4 separate regions of the Mus musculus genome follow, and regions 2, 3 and 4 are each linked to region 1. Evidence: chromatin contacts called from public ChIA-PET and HiChIP or PLAC-seq data. All regions are on one chromosome and are shown on one strand. The core of a region is the stretch at or near the end of the contact, and the rest is flanking DNA. Distances in the headings are between cores, read along the strand shown. Region 1 holds the start of Nipsnap1 (nipsnap homolog 1). Region 2 overlaps Mtmr3 (myotubularin related protein 3). Region 3 has its middle 23 kb from the start of Hormad2. Region 4 holds the start of Mtmr3 (myotubularin related protein 3).

Region 1 (3,269 bases), core at 172-2,671:
TCACAATGACAGAAATTGTTTGAGGCATAAGCATGGTCTCTTTAATCCAATGAGGGCTGGAGATGTCATTGTTTACTTGGTGGAGAGAGCACTACATTAGCCTAGCATACCTAAACTCCTGAGTTCTCTTCCTAGCAATAGAAAACAAGGCTATCAGACACATCCTATTTTCTCCTCCTACCCAAGGTCATCCCTCCAGAAAAGGCTGAGTTTACAAGGTACACTCTAGGCTTTTTTCCCATTGTCGGCTTCTCTCTCATTACCCAGCACGGAAGTGAAGGGCACGCGTCCCAACTCTTCTATCCGTGCTTTCCTAATGTGCACAGCGATCTAACGGAACTCCATGGCCACATTCTTGGGCTGGGGCAGGAGTAACGCAGGTCCCTTTCCACAGGTGTGAGGGCAGGTGTTCCACTTCTTTAGCTAATGCTTTTTGCACAAACCCTGTCCTAAAACTTGTGAGGGTGTGGGGCTGGGGAAACAGGAGAGCAGGGTCAGAAGTGCTCCGGGTGATAGGTGCAGAGATGGGGGTAGCACCGGGCGTGGCATCGAGGAGGGAGGAGCAGCCCAGAGCCAGTCAGGGGAAGGAAGCCAAGCTCTCCAAAGCCAGAATTGAGCCTCTCTCCTAGGAGGCCACCAGCCGTGGTACAAAGTGCAGAGTGCATCGTAAGACCTGGGTCCTAACATCCAGAGCTGCCTCCACATGGCACGGACGCTGACCTTGAACAGCTCCCACCCCACTCTGTTGACCCACCTGTACAAAGCAGGGTGCGGAATCACTTTGGGAATTCCCACCGTACCCCCAGTCCTCCTCTCCTTCCAAAACTTTCTGCTGGCTCAGAAGACCCCAGCGCGTGCTAAACCACAAAGGCCAGGCAAAAGGCTGCCAATATCCTCTGCCTTCGTCCGGGATCCAGGGCTCAAAACCTGTCCCTCCCACTCACCTCATTTTTTATTCTCAGCCCAGATCCAGGTCCCAAACAGGACAAAGAACCTGCCCAGCTAGGCATGGTAGTGCACACCCTCACTATCTGGGAGGCAGAGGCAAGAAGATTCCGAGGTCGAATCACATGTAGTACGAACCTGTTTAAAAACCAAAACCATCCCCATACCTTTTCACCTTCCCCATTCTTTCTCAGCCTCAGGCCTACATCCTGGTAGCTCTCTGCCTCTAACCCCTCAATTCCAAATCCGAGAGTCTGTTTTTCATTCCAGCCCCCTCCCCTGCTCCTGTTCCGGGCACGCAGTCAGCCCCGTCGGCCTCTCACCGCACAGCACCCGCAGCCGCGAGGTCCCCAGCACGGGGTCTCGGCTTCGTGAATAGCCGCCGTGCCGCTGCAGAGATGATGCACAACCGCGGAGCCATGTTGGACCGGAGCAGGTTGGAGGAAAGCCACGCCTCAGCCCAGTGGCTGGGGGCAGGACTAGAGAAAACCACGCCCTCCCCTCGCCAGCTTCCCTTTCAAACACAAGCAGGTGGGAGTCCCCCAACTCTACAGTTGCACAGTCCATACCCACACCTCCGAGCTCTTGAAACTCTGCAGCTAACTAGTTCTGTTCTCTTCAACGACCTTTTCCCCTCTGTACCTGGGAATTCATCTCGATAATCGCAGGGTTGTATGTCCTGGACATTCTGAGGATAAACTAAAGACAGTCTTTATACCCCTAAAATTGTTCACAAACTATGTGAGTTCCCTTCCTCCTTGGGTGCTGGAGGTGGAGCCCAGGACCTCACACATGGCTTGGCAAATGTTCTGTCTACATCTTGTGTTCTTCTGTGTCAAGGCATCAACAGACAATATTTGTCTATTCAAAAGAACAAAATCTATAACAATTTTTAAAAGAGAGAGAGAGAGAGAGCCTGGGGGGGGTCCAGAAGCCTCAAATATCCTGGAACTGGAGTTTAAAGGAGATTTTGAGGCACTCTAATGGGTACTGGGATCCAAACTCAGGTCTCCTCCAAGAGCTTTTAAAGGCAGAACTGTCTCTTTAACCATTTAAAACAGATGGACAAGACTCTGAGCAAGCAGGATGCTCTTTCTCCAAAGCCCGAGTGTGATGGTGCACTTAAGAGGCTGAGACGAACTGGGCAGTGGTGGCGCATGCCTTTAATACCAGCACTCGGGAGACAGGCGGATTTCTGAGTTCGAGGCCAGCCTGGTCTACAAAGTGGGTTCCAGGACAGCCAGGGCTATACAGAGAAACCCTGTCTCGAAAAACAAAATAAAACAAAACAAAACAACAACAAAAAGAGACTACGGAATTAAAACAACAAACAAAAAACATTTTCTCTTCACTGTCTATTCACCTGGAGGCTCTATATTTGCTTTCTCAGCCCACACAGAGATGGATCCCTTCTGATCCCCTGGGGGACACAGGGACAGAGACACACCAACGGGGGAGTGGGGTGGGGGAGGATGCCAAGCCACCGACTGTAATTCGGTGCAGGGGATTTACAGCCGGTATAACTAACTTCCGGAGTGCTTCAAACTGTGAGTCTGGCAAGTTAGGTCTCATCTAAGATCTTGAGACAGCAAAGGTTGGCTGAACAAGTCCTATCTGTACTTCTTGGCAGCCAAGGCCTGGTGGAGCAGACAAATCACTCCAATCACTGCTGACTGAAACCTCCAAGGCAGAGATGTTAGCCATGCCCCGCCCCCTCCATCAGCTAGGCTACTGGCAAGTGAGCCCCAAGGATCTCCTTGTCTATGCTTCCCCAACATTGGGATTACAAGCAACCTCTCCTGCTGTGGTGCTGGGAATCGAACTAAGGTCTTTGGGCTTATACTAACGTGACCCAGTCCGTGGGTCAGACAACAGGGTGAGAGAGAGAGAGAGAGAGAGAGAGAGGGAGAGAGAGAGAGAGAGAGAGAGAGAGAGAGAGAGAGAGAGAGAGAGAGAGAACTGAGGGGGCAAGAGATGTGAAGAATGGAGTGGAGACAAGACAGCCTGTCTGATCAAGTCTCCAGTCTCCAGTCTCATTTATTGTAAGGCAGCTATGGGTATATATAAGCACAAGCTGGGGTGGGGTGCAGCTGGAGACACTTAACCACAAGTCCAGGATGTATAGGAGAAAAACAAGATGTTATCAGAGTGTGTTCAGCTGTGGTGGGCTTCTTGTAAAACCAGCCTGCTAGGAAAACCAGTCTCTTGTCAGGGTGGACAAGCACCACCTGTAGGTAAACAGCCCAAGATGGCTGCAGAGATGGTAGCCGCTTTCTGCTAGGAGTCGGCTTCCAACACTAACTGAGCTATCCTCAACCCAGCCA
Region 2 (3,567 bases), core at 982-3,481, 340 kb after region 1:
CTTTAACAGACTTAGCATTATTGCTCTATGAGCATGTCTTGCCTGGTCAGTTGGTACTATAGCGCTCATGGTTCACAGCTGAATAAGACTGCTAATGACAGTTCTCCAGCATCTCCAGTACCTTCTGGCATTGTTCAGTTAAAAATTGATTTCCTTATGTGCTGTGCCCAATGCTTGGGGTGTCATAAGGAATAGCGTTTTACTGTGTATGTAGTTCTAGTGGGCAACCAGTGTAGTAGCATACTGTTTGGGGAGCCCCATGGGCCCTCCTGATTCATAGAAAGGTGGTACTGGGCCTTTTTGTTTTAGTGACCAATGAATTTTAGAAGCAGCTTGTGATGAGCTTAAAAAGTAAGCAGGTTTCCTTGTGGATTTTTAATTATATATATTCTTGGGTTTGAGTGACTCTGCTCCTAATACAATGTTCAGTTCTTTGAGATAAACAGAATTTTAAGAATTCTGTCCTGTTCTCTAGCCTGTCATGTGTTCAATCACCCTTACCCAACGACCTTGTCCAATATCCATCCTAGGATCAAGTCCTTTATATGGTGTCAACAAACAAATCACCCATAGCTAGTCACCTGTTCCCTATGCAGCTAGTGTAACCACCCAGGAGGCACCCTAGCTTTCACACGTTCTCCAGTGTATTCTTGTACTTTATTCTGTATGTACACTTCTTGTTCCCACTTTGCTTTAGAGCTTAAAGTGTACACATGCAAAAAGACTTTTTTGGGCACTGTCCTATGGAAGTCGGTCTGAACCTATAGGAGCATATATTATATATGTGATTGAGTGGCAAACTATTGATCATAAAAAGATAGTTATGGTGCTGAGAATACTAAATATATCACATGAAGCTGAGGCTCACAGAAATAATGACTTATCCTTATAGTCATAACTTTAGTATAGGCCTGGCATTCCTAATCCCCAAACTCACAATCTTAAGTGTTCCAAAGTCTGGGAAACAACAATGACAACAACAACAAACCACCCTAAAATCTGAACCCTGACATTTTGGTGAATTTTTTGGTAAGGGATGCGCCCACTTGAGCACAGAATAATCAGAACTCAGAGCTCCTACACTCAGAGCTCTGTTACTGCTTTATATCAGCACTTGTTTTTTCTTGAAGCCATTATTTGTACTTTTAGCCTGGTTGAATGAAAGCCTTTTATATAATATTTTCAATTTCCTTTTAATAATGTTTTGTAGCTGCTGAGGTCATTTGTTCCTATAGTCTGAGCACTGGGAAAGTTGAGGTAAAAAAGCTCTCTGCCAGTTCTGGGTTATAGTTTTGAGTTCCAGGCCAGCCTGGAACATATGAGACTATGTTAGAAAATCAAAACTAGGGGCTGAAGTGTTTGAGAGCACTTGTTGCTCTTGCAGAGGGCATGGGTTTGAAATCCAGCACCCTCATAGTGGCTCACAATTGTTTATAACTCTAGTTCCAGAGCATCTAGCACCCTCTTCTGATCTTAACAGCCATCAGGCACGCATGTGGTACATATACATGCATGCAAGAAAAATGCCCACACATGCAAAATAATTAAGAAAAACAAAAACAAAAAGCAAAACCAGAAAGGTCAACCAAAAACCTTATGTAGAAAAGTTTATTTTCCTAGCCTGATGTGGTAATGTATACCTGTAATCCCATTACTCAGAAGGTTGAAGGTCACAAATTTAAGGCTAGCGTGGGTTAACACAGCAAAACCCTGTTTTAGAACCAACTAGACTAAACCAAACCCAAACCAAATCCATCTAATTAGAAATGTTATATAAATGTTCTAAAAGTATGAAAATGGGAAGACTCTTTCTACTTCTTTTCCTTCTGAGATAGGCTCTCAGGTGTCACAGACTGGTCTCTGACTTACTGCGAGGCTGAGGTTAACCTTGACTTTCCAGTCTTTCTGTTCTACCTCCCAAGTGCTGGCTTGTAAGATGCGTCACTTTACCCAGTTCTGGGGGTCCTGGGATTGAACCTCAGGCCCTTGTGCATACTAAGTTGGCACTCTACCGTCTGCGCTGCATCTTCATTCATGGTCCGTATCCCACCCTTTCTAGAGGGATGGTCACTGTTGAGTAGCACTGGATCATTCTTCTGTGTACATACAAGTGTGCTTGATAGTAAATGTAGACATTGCTTATGTGTAATTTATCTTTTAAATATAACAGAGCATTCACAATTCTTACCAAGTTGAGGCCTGGCGTGATGATGTGCTCATAATCTCAGTGTTGAGGAGAAACAGGAAGGAGGATCATAAGTTTGAGGTCAGCCTTGGTTTCATTTCCTGCCTCAAAAGACAACATAAACAACAAAAGCAGCCTTCCAAAAGCAATCTAGTAAAGTAAATCCAATGACTGTGTTGGTGATTGTAGAAGAGTATGTATGTATACTCTTTAGCAGTGGTGACCCTTGTAGTCCTTTCTCCAAGGTTGTAGTTTTTCATTTAATAACTTGTTTTAAGACCCAGTACTACCAGAATAGTGATTTACATAGAGATACCAGGATAGCTTTTGTTGTTTATTTTAAAGACTTTTGGGGTAGTAATAGAAAAATGGTAACAGTTTAAATATCTGACCAGGTAATCAGTAGATTATGGTAGATGGAAATGTAATGAGTATTGAACTGTTGTCCAAATATATGCACCAATATAGGAAAGGTTTGATTTATTTTTAGAATCAAATAAATTGGAGAATAGTAAATACCCAATATTCACTCCCCTTTCACTTGTGGGGTTATGTGTGTTTTTATATGTGCATAGAGAAGTTTTTGAAACAAAAGAATAAAATAGTGGTGGCTGTCCTTCAGTGGGTAAAATGAAGTCCTTCCATTTCCACCAGCACCTAACAACTACTAATCTATTTTGTACTCCCTACTAGCAGTCTTAGCAGCTTTCATTGTTCTGAAACCCTGTCATGTGTCTGTTGTGCCTGGCTCTTTTCACTTTTCGGTGTAATGTGTTCAAGGTTCCTCATTCCTTGAAAGACCACAGCTGAGGAGCGCACTGTGCATGCAGCATGTGCATCTTGTTCAGCCATTCATCCGTGGTGGTTGTCTGCACTGTTTCTCACTCATTGGCTACTTTGAATAACTGCTATAAACACATAAATATAAATTTGAATGTATGCTTTGTTTTCTTGGTTAGGTATATGAGAATATGTTTTCTAGTTTGAGGATGAACCTGGCAGTTTTCAAAGAGGCAGTGAACTATTGTACATTCTTGCTAGCGTTGTGAGGGGATAATCGTTTACTTTTTACATCTGTAATTTAACAGTTTCTTAAGAAGAACATGTAGTACTATTACAGCTAAAATAGAAAGGTCCTTTAAACTTCTTACTAAACTAAGTGTAATGACTCAGTGTCTTCTTCCCTTTGTGCTGAGAGTGTAGCTGTTGATGGTTCTCATTGAGGTGCTGCATTCCCCACTGTCTCCTGAGATTGCTCCTGTTTGGTCTCCACAGCTCTAAAGGGAACTGTGTAAGCACTTCTTTAGTTCCTCCTGTTACAAACTATCCATGATCTTGGTTTATGAATTTGGAATTCCTATAGAGACTTTGTTTTCTTGGTT
Region 3 (3,315 bases), core at 328-2,827, 410 kb after region 1:
GGCAGGGTGGGGTGTTTTCTTGTTTCATTTATGGAAAGCATGTATTTTATTTTCCACTTAAATTACAAACTAACTGGGTGTGGTGGTACACACATTTAATTCCAGCACTTGCGAGGCAGAAGCTATTGGATCTCTGTGAGTTCAAGACCGGCCAAATCTTCAAAGAAAGTTCCAGAACAGACAAGGTGACACAGTGAGCCTTTATTTATCTCAAAATAAATAAAATATTAAAACTGCCAACCAGACTGGGCAGCTTGTGTCTCAGTGGTAGAGTTTTTTGGGGGGGGTAGGTGGGAGGTGGTGTTTCAAGATAGGGTTTCTCTGTGTAGCCCTGGTTGTCCTGGAACTCACTCTGTAGACCAGGCTGGCCTCAAACTCAGAAATCCACCTGCCTCTGCCTCCCAAGTGCTGGGATTAAAGGTGTGTGCCATCACTATCCAGCAGTGGTAGAGTTCTTGTCTATCATACATAAGACCCCAGCCCTGAGAGAGACAAAAATACAAACCAAATCAAACCAAGCCTGTCCAGTCTCTGCTGGCCTGTGTAACGCAGCTGCCTGGTAAAGCATCCACAAATCCTGTGCACACCCCAGGAAGGGCATGCATGGATCATCAGGAGATGCCCCTCGCTGGACAGCACTCACCCTGTACACAGAGGACCCATTGCTGTCCTATGCTCTAACATTCTTTTGTATGCTTCAGGACTCTTTTAATCGGAAGTTATGAAAAACAGTGTTTCTGGACTAAGCAATAGTCACATTTTAATTTTTTTCAAATGCACATATATTTTTGTAAAAGAAGAAAACTTTCTGGTGACTTAATGTCTCTCTGAACTTTCTAGGCTTGGCTTGGCTTAGTGCTAGTACATCTGCAAGGTGCTCAGATCAAGCCCCAGCACCTAAAAAAAGAAGCTTTGAACTGTGAATAATTTCCTGCAGTCCTGGGGGCAGGGGTAGGAACCAAACTCATGGCCTTGACTGAGCATGCTCAGCAAGTATTGCACCCCCAACCATACTCCCAGCTCACACCGCTCCCTTTGGAAGCCCATACTTAGTGATGGAGGTCTCACCCAGGCCAGAGTAGCCTCAAACTCACTCTGTAGCTCAAGATGACCTTGAACACCTGATCCGGCATCACTGCCTCCCTAATGCAGGAGTCACAGAGAAAAGTCTCCATGCCCTAAGAAAAACCGATGTGTCTGTCTGGAGTGCCTCTGCACAGGGGATTTGCTGCTTCCTCTGTTGATTTACACAGTCATTTATTAAAGTCAAAATAGATGCCTGTGGTGTTTACTTCATACCTGGGTTGCCATTCAGGACTGATGCGCTGACACTGCCAGTCTTTCAGAGATGGATGATCCTGTCTTTACATATAATCATCTCCTTAATAGCCCTGTGTCATACCATCTTTTCTAATTCTAAGAACAAATTTACATCCTACTTCATTTTTGTTGCTCAAATGAGTCCATTTTTGACATTGGCTTTTGTGGTGGTTTGAATGAAAATGGTGCTGATAGGCTCAGAGGGAGTGGCACTATTTGACAGGATTAGGAGACAAAGCCTTGTTGGAGTGGGTGTGGCCTTGTTTGGGGTGGGTGTGGCCACTGAGGGGTGGGCTTTGAGGTTCCAGAGGCCCAGGCCAGGCCCAGTGTCTCATTCTCCTCCTGCTGTCTGCCGATCCAGACATAGAACTCAACTATCTCTCCAGCATCATGTCTGCCTTCATCCTGCCATGTTTCCCACATGACAATAAGGACTAACCCCTCTGAAACTGTAAGCTGGCCCCAATTAAAGGTTTTCCTTTATAAGAGTTGCTGCGGTCATGGTGTCTCTTCCCAGCAATAGAAACCCTGACTAAGACAGCATGCTTTTGGTGAACCCCTCTGCCCATAAAAACCATCTTCATGGGTTTTCTTATTGGTAATGTCATCATTTTGGTTTTTAAGAAATCTGTGCTTTCTCCTCTATAGGGACCCCACCCTCATCACTGTATGCAGTCATGTGTGGCATAAGGACATCCTGGGCAATGGCAGACAGAGTGTGTCAGTGGTCCCAGGGAATTAGGATGGAACTGAAATTTTCCTATTGCCTAATTATATCATGGTCATCATACCATCACTGTACAATGCATTAGTCAACTGTTTGGGCTGGTGCTGCTGTCAACAGACCTGCTGTGCCACAATGGTACATGCAGATCTATGCAGTGCGGAGTGTTCCTGGGGCTGGCTTACTGTTCACACCCTGTGGGTGGCACACCCAGGGCTTCCCATGTGCTAGGCAAGCTCTCTCCCACTGAACTGCATCTCCAGCACACACACCTCTCTTTTTTCATATTAAATCAGGTCTCACTAAGTTGCCCAGGCTAGACTCGAACCTGTAATCTCCCTGCTTTAGTTTCTTGAGTCGCTGAGACTGCAGGCGTGTGCCACTATAGTCAGCTGGGATTACTTTTTCTTATAGTTTTTAAAAATAACTGCATGTTGGAGTTATGAATTTCTTCCTTCCTTTGTTTTTGTTGTTGGCGTTTTGTTTTGTTTTGTTTTGTTTTGTTTTGTTTTGTTTTGTTTCTTCTTGAGCTCTGACTTTCCTGGAACTTGCTCTGTAGACTGGGTTGGCCTTGAACTCAGAGATAGGCTTGCCTCTGCCTCCTGAATGCTAGATGTGCGTGTTGCAGCTCTGCAGGGAAAGGCTTCCCCTACAGAAGTGTCACAGCTTTGCTTCAGCTGCAGCACAGCAAAAGCTCTGCTCAAGTGTTGCCACTTTACTCAGAGAGCTATCCTGGCAGTCAGGAGCCAAGGACTACCACAAAGTCACACCACACAACAAACCTCACACAAGAGACTTACTGGGAGGGGAAAACCCAGGAGGGCGGCTGCCTCTGTTCTTGTGAGAAGCAGCAGGGAGCTGAGCAAAGAGAAAGGTTTATGTGAGATTTCTTGGGGGTGGGGGTGGGAGTGGGGGGTGGAGCTTTCCAGGGTGAGGATTGGTGGAATTTCAAGTCCTGAGTTGGGTGAGCTTAGAATTAGTCGGGTTTTGAGTTCAGGGATTGGTGGGTTTCTGTGACAAGCTCAGGGGTTGGTAGAATTCTGTTTCTTAGCCCTGGTCTTGGGGTCAAGTCTAGGTCAGTGTGTTCTTTCCTTGGTCTTTTTATCCTACACCGGGTGCTACCACTACCAGGCTGAATTATAAACTTCCAGTTAAACACACAGACCATCCCAGCTTACATTGGTTTGACATTTTCAGCTTTAGGATGACGGTGTGAAAATGATGCCCACTGAGTAACAACTGCTCTCTTCTGAATGTTACTATGGGCTAGT
Region 4 (3,097 bases), core at 413-2,912, 280 kb after region 1:
TTTACCTGGAGCCACTTTATCAGTGTCCAGCCATCCAGCAGGGATTGTCCTGGCAGTGAAGTGCTAGCTCCAGTTCAGGTTCCCCACTGCTGGCAGTCTGTCTGTCTACTCTGTGTGTCCTGTTGTCCATCTATTTGATGCTCTATTTTTTTTTCTTGTCCCACAAAGGCCATGAGAATATACACAAAGGGAAACCAGGACAGTGGATTATAAATGAAAGTGTATAGTTTACTGCTATCACTACCAAAAGATTTTTTTTTTTGACCCAAGAGGTGCAATCATTGTACTTCCAATTTAGCCTGTGCTTTTCTAGTGAAGGTGAAAACGGAGACACAATCAGCTGCATTGAAGAGGAGGAAGACAGGTCCTTGGAGGGCGGTGGGAAGTCTTTGCTAACTGATCTGTGATGTAGTGCCTTCCTTGACCTTCCTTGAGATTCTGTGATGTGGTGGGTAGCCCAGAGAGTAATAGGACAGTTTGTGTTGTTATCTGGGCCTGGGTTTGAAGTTTAAGTTAAATTCAACTTATTCTGGGTTTTACTTTTTTTTTGTTTGTAAAATAAAGATAGGCCTGACCATTTATGAAGATTCAACTAGATAAATATAAACACTTGCTCTTCCATAATTAGGAGATTTGTCTGGCTATTGTGTTGTGCAATTTTAGGTTCTGGAGACATAATGACAAATAAGACAGCATCCTTTTTTTCTAATTATTCTTAAACTCCAGTGGGGGCAGAGAGGCAATAATGTTGAATACAAAGAAACAAATAATGGGGGGGGGGAGATAAACAATTTAACAAATACAGGGATAAATTTCATTTACTTGTCTTCTGATAAAAAATCAAGGTCATGTTAAAATTCATCTAAGGAAGTGAAATATCTTTGAGGATTTGTTAGGACCTAAGCCAGTAGATCTCAACCTTTAAACGCTGTGACTTTAATATAGTTCCTCACGTATGCTGACTCCCAACTTACTTTCCTCGCTAATTTATAACTGTAATTTTCTACTACCATGAATCATAATGTAAATATCTGAGGTTCAGGATATTTGAGACCCCGAGGACTGCTGACCTAAAATAAGGTATTACAGTGTTAGACTATGGGGCTCTTCTGGAGGCCAGTCAAAGTAGGGATTCTTTTCCCCCTTGCTTTTCTTTGAGCACTGAGGTTTTTTTTATTAGGAGCTGGCGTTGAGGCAGTTTGAACTTGTATTCTGGGCATAACTTATAGCACACTATATTTACATGCACGGTATTAAGTTAGTTTTATATTGACTATACTTGCTGGGGATATAATATCACTACTGTTCTTAGTTTTAATAGAAAGTAGAGTAAGCTGAAGTGCTGTCTTGGTCCATTAAGTTGGAAAAGAAGCCTGAAAAATCTTTCTAAACCTTGTTTTTCTTTTTCTTAATTCGTAACGGTTTATTTATTCACTTCTCATTTTTCTTTTCTTCCTCCTGACGCTTCTCTGCAGCCACAGTCTGGTGACTTGCAGCCCCGCCCACATCCTGGGGCGTGACCAACGAGCCAGGCCCCGCCCTCGCCCATCCCGTGACGGCCAGTCTTCCCCCCCGCCCCCCATCCCACAGCGGACAGCGCGCCGGAGCGTGCGCGCGCGCCCCCGCTCTCAGCTCCGATCGGTCTCGGGAGCGCGCTCTGTGTGGCCGCTGCCGCCATGTTGTTGTGGTTGTGAGAAGGCGGCGGCGGCAGCGGCGGCGGCGGCGGCGGAGCAGCCGGCGGAGACGCTCCAGCGGCCCAGGCGCTGGCCCCCGCCGACCCTGGCTGGCAGCCTCCTGGGGTGGCGGAGGAGGCCCTGCGGTGGCGGGCCTCGCCATGTCCTGCCGCCTGGTAAGAAGCCCACCCTCCGGCTCTGGTGGCGAGGAGGTGCTGGAGGAGGGGCGGACCTGGGCCGAGTGCGGCGGCTGTCACCGGCCGGGGAGGCGGCGGCGGGCCGAGGGCTGGGTTGGCCGCGGCCTCCCGGGGCAAGCTCTCAGAATGGAGCACCGAGGCCCGGTCGGGCGAGTCGGGGGAGGCGGGGTCGCCGAGCTCGGCGGCCATCCTGAACCTGGCGGTGGGTAACACTCGGAGTGTTGGGAGCTGCGGCTGGGGCGCCCTGGAAAACGCTCCCGGGCCTCCGGGAGGTGAGCGTGTGGCCCGAGGCCCTGGTCGAGACCGTGGGAGTCCTTAGTGGCGAGAGGCCGGAGGTCGTGCTGTTGGAAACCACGGGCGAGCTGTGCGGGCCTCAGCCTAACTGCAGCAGGGCATCCTCCTGACCTGGTAGTGCTTGAAGGGGAACGAAGGTCCAGGGGTGGTTGGAGGAGCTCGGGGAACACTGCTCAAGTAGCTCTGCAAAAGATCAGTATTATTTCTTGGGTTGAAATTGTACTGGATGTATTGCATTTCATGACCCAAGATGGTATTGTTGGGGCCAGAAAACTTATTTCAAAAATTGGAAGTAGAGTTTGCACACTCTGTTAGGCCACCAGGAGTCAGATCATCTCACTTGTGAGTTTTACACACAGGTTTCTGTTAGATATTAATGTTCAGTCATTGTCAGAATGAAGTTTACGTTTTTATTCTTCTTACTATCTTGACATCCACTTGGCTTTTTGACATTTAGGGTCTTTTTTTTTTTTTTTTTTGTATTAAAAGTGCATGTGTTCTTGTAGTGGAGGCTCAGCCTCGTTCCTCTTGTGAACAGTGAGCCGTCAGAAGTTACGATTGAATGGTAGATGGTTCTGTATCAAAATGATCTTGTTTGTGGGGATGTGAAGGAGGCCTTCTTTGAGATTCTGCAATGTTTCTGTGTTTTTTACTTGGAAACCAAATAACATGCGTTGATGGCCAGTGAAAGACTTCTTTTCCATGCTTGACTGAGTAGAAGAGTTTACAGAATGACACCGTTGTGGGTAAACACTATGCAATATGTTATTAAACTAAATTTGGAAGCTTCTAGAAGGTTAGAGTGATTGCCTATGAAGACATATTTCACCCCTACCATTTTTACTTTTTAGGTAACTGTGAGCAGCATAATGAATTTGTTCACAAGGCATCAGAACACATTTTATCAAATTAAATGTTGTATAGCTGAACGTA

The links. ChIA-PET counts read pairs in DNA pulled down with a chosen protein or histone mark. HiChIP or PLAC-seq counts read pairs in DNA pulled down with a chosen protein or histone mark.
Region 2: an RNA polymerase II ChIA-PET map of memory CD8 T cells shows a contact between it and region 1, with 48 read pairs. The contact joins the enhancer-like site here to the promoter of Nipsnap1 in region 1. A contact is called at or near these places in 1 of 39 promoter capture datasets (stem cell-derived epiblast-like cells), 2 of 115 datasets of contacts at active chromatin or transcription factors (effector CD8 T cells and memory CD8 T cells) and 1 of 9 other capture datasets (adipose tissue).
Region 3: a contact with region 1 is called in an H3K27ac HiChIP or PLAC-seq map of embryonic stem cells, with 6 read pairs. The contact joins the enhancer-like site here to the promoter of Nipsnap1 in region 1. A contact is called at or near these places in 3 of 39 promoter capture datasets (the SN4741 cell line, embryonic stem cells and macrophages), 2 of 484 Hi-C or Micro-C datasets (embryonic fibroblasts and embryonic stem cells) and 8 of 115 datasets of contacts at active chromatin or transcription factors (embryonic basal ganglia, embryonic forebrain, embryonic hindbrain and 2 more).
Region 4: a contact with region 1 is called in an RNA polymerase II ChIA-PET map of memory CD8 T cells, with 16 read pairs. The contact joins the promoter of Mtmr3 here to the promoter of Nipsnap1 in region 1. A contact is called at or near these places in 3 of 39 promoter capture datasets (the SN4741 cell line, maxillary cranial neural crest and stem cell-derived epiblast-like cells), 1 of 15 datasets of contacts at CTCF or cohesin (the NIH/3T3 cell line), 2 of 484 Hi-C or Micro-C datasets (CD4 T cells and embryonic stem cells), 4 of 115 datasets of contacts at active chromatin or transcription factors (the 230-238 cell line, embryonic limb bud, memory CD8 T cells and 1 more) and 2 of 9 other capture datasets (adipose tissue and pancreatic islet).

What each region holds. Positions count from the first base shown.
Region 1 is chr11:4,872,103-4,875,371 of GRCm38.p6, reverse strand. It overlaps Nipsnap1 (nipsnap homolog 1), which reads right to left and starts at 1,421. Exons shown (of 10, transcript NM_008698.3): 1 at 1,269-1,421. The coding sequence starts at 1,366.
Region 2 is chr11:4,535,530-4,539,096 of GRCm38.p6, reverse strand. The region is part of intron 1 of Mtmr3 (myotubularin related protein 3); the gene reads left to right. Among named protein-coding and RNA genes, the nearest start is that of Mtmr3, 57 kb to the left of the region's middle. Within about 2 kb of position 2,231, at least 42 of the 459 cell types and tissues checked have an H3K27ac peak or open chromatin away from gene starts, as enhancers often do. A contact at or near this core is called in memory CD8 T cells, where this site is marked.
Region 3 is chr11:4,462,638-4,465,952 of GRCm38.p6, reverse strand. No RefSeq gene overlaps it. Among named protein-coding and RNA genes, the nearest start is that of Hormad2, 23 kb to the right of the region's middle. Within about 2 kb of position 1,577, at least 5 of the 459 cell types and tissues checked have an H3K27ac peak or open chromatin away from gene starts, as enhancers often do. A contact at or near this core is called in embryonic stem cells, where this site is marked.
Region 4 is chr11:4,593,355-4,596,451 of GRCm38.p6, reverse strand. Mtmr3 (myotubularin related protein 3) reads left to right here and starts at 1,662. Exons shown (of 19, transcript NM_001373897.1): 1 at 1,662-1,849.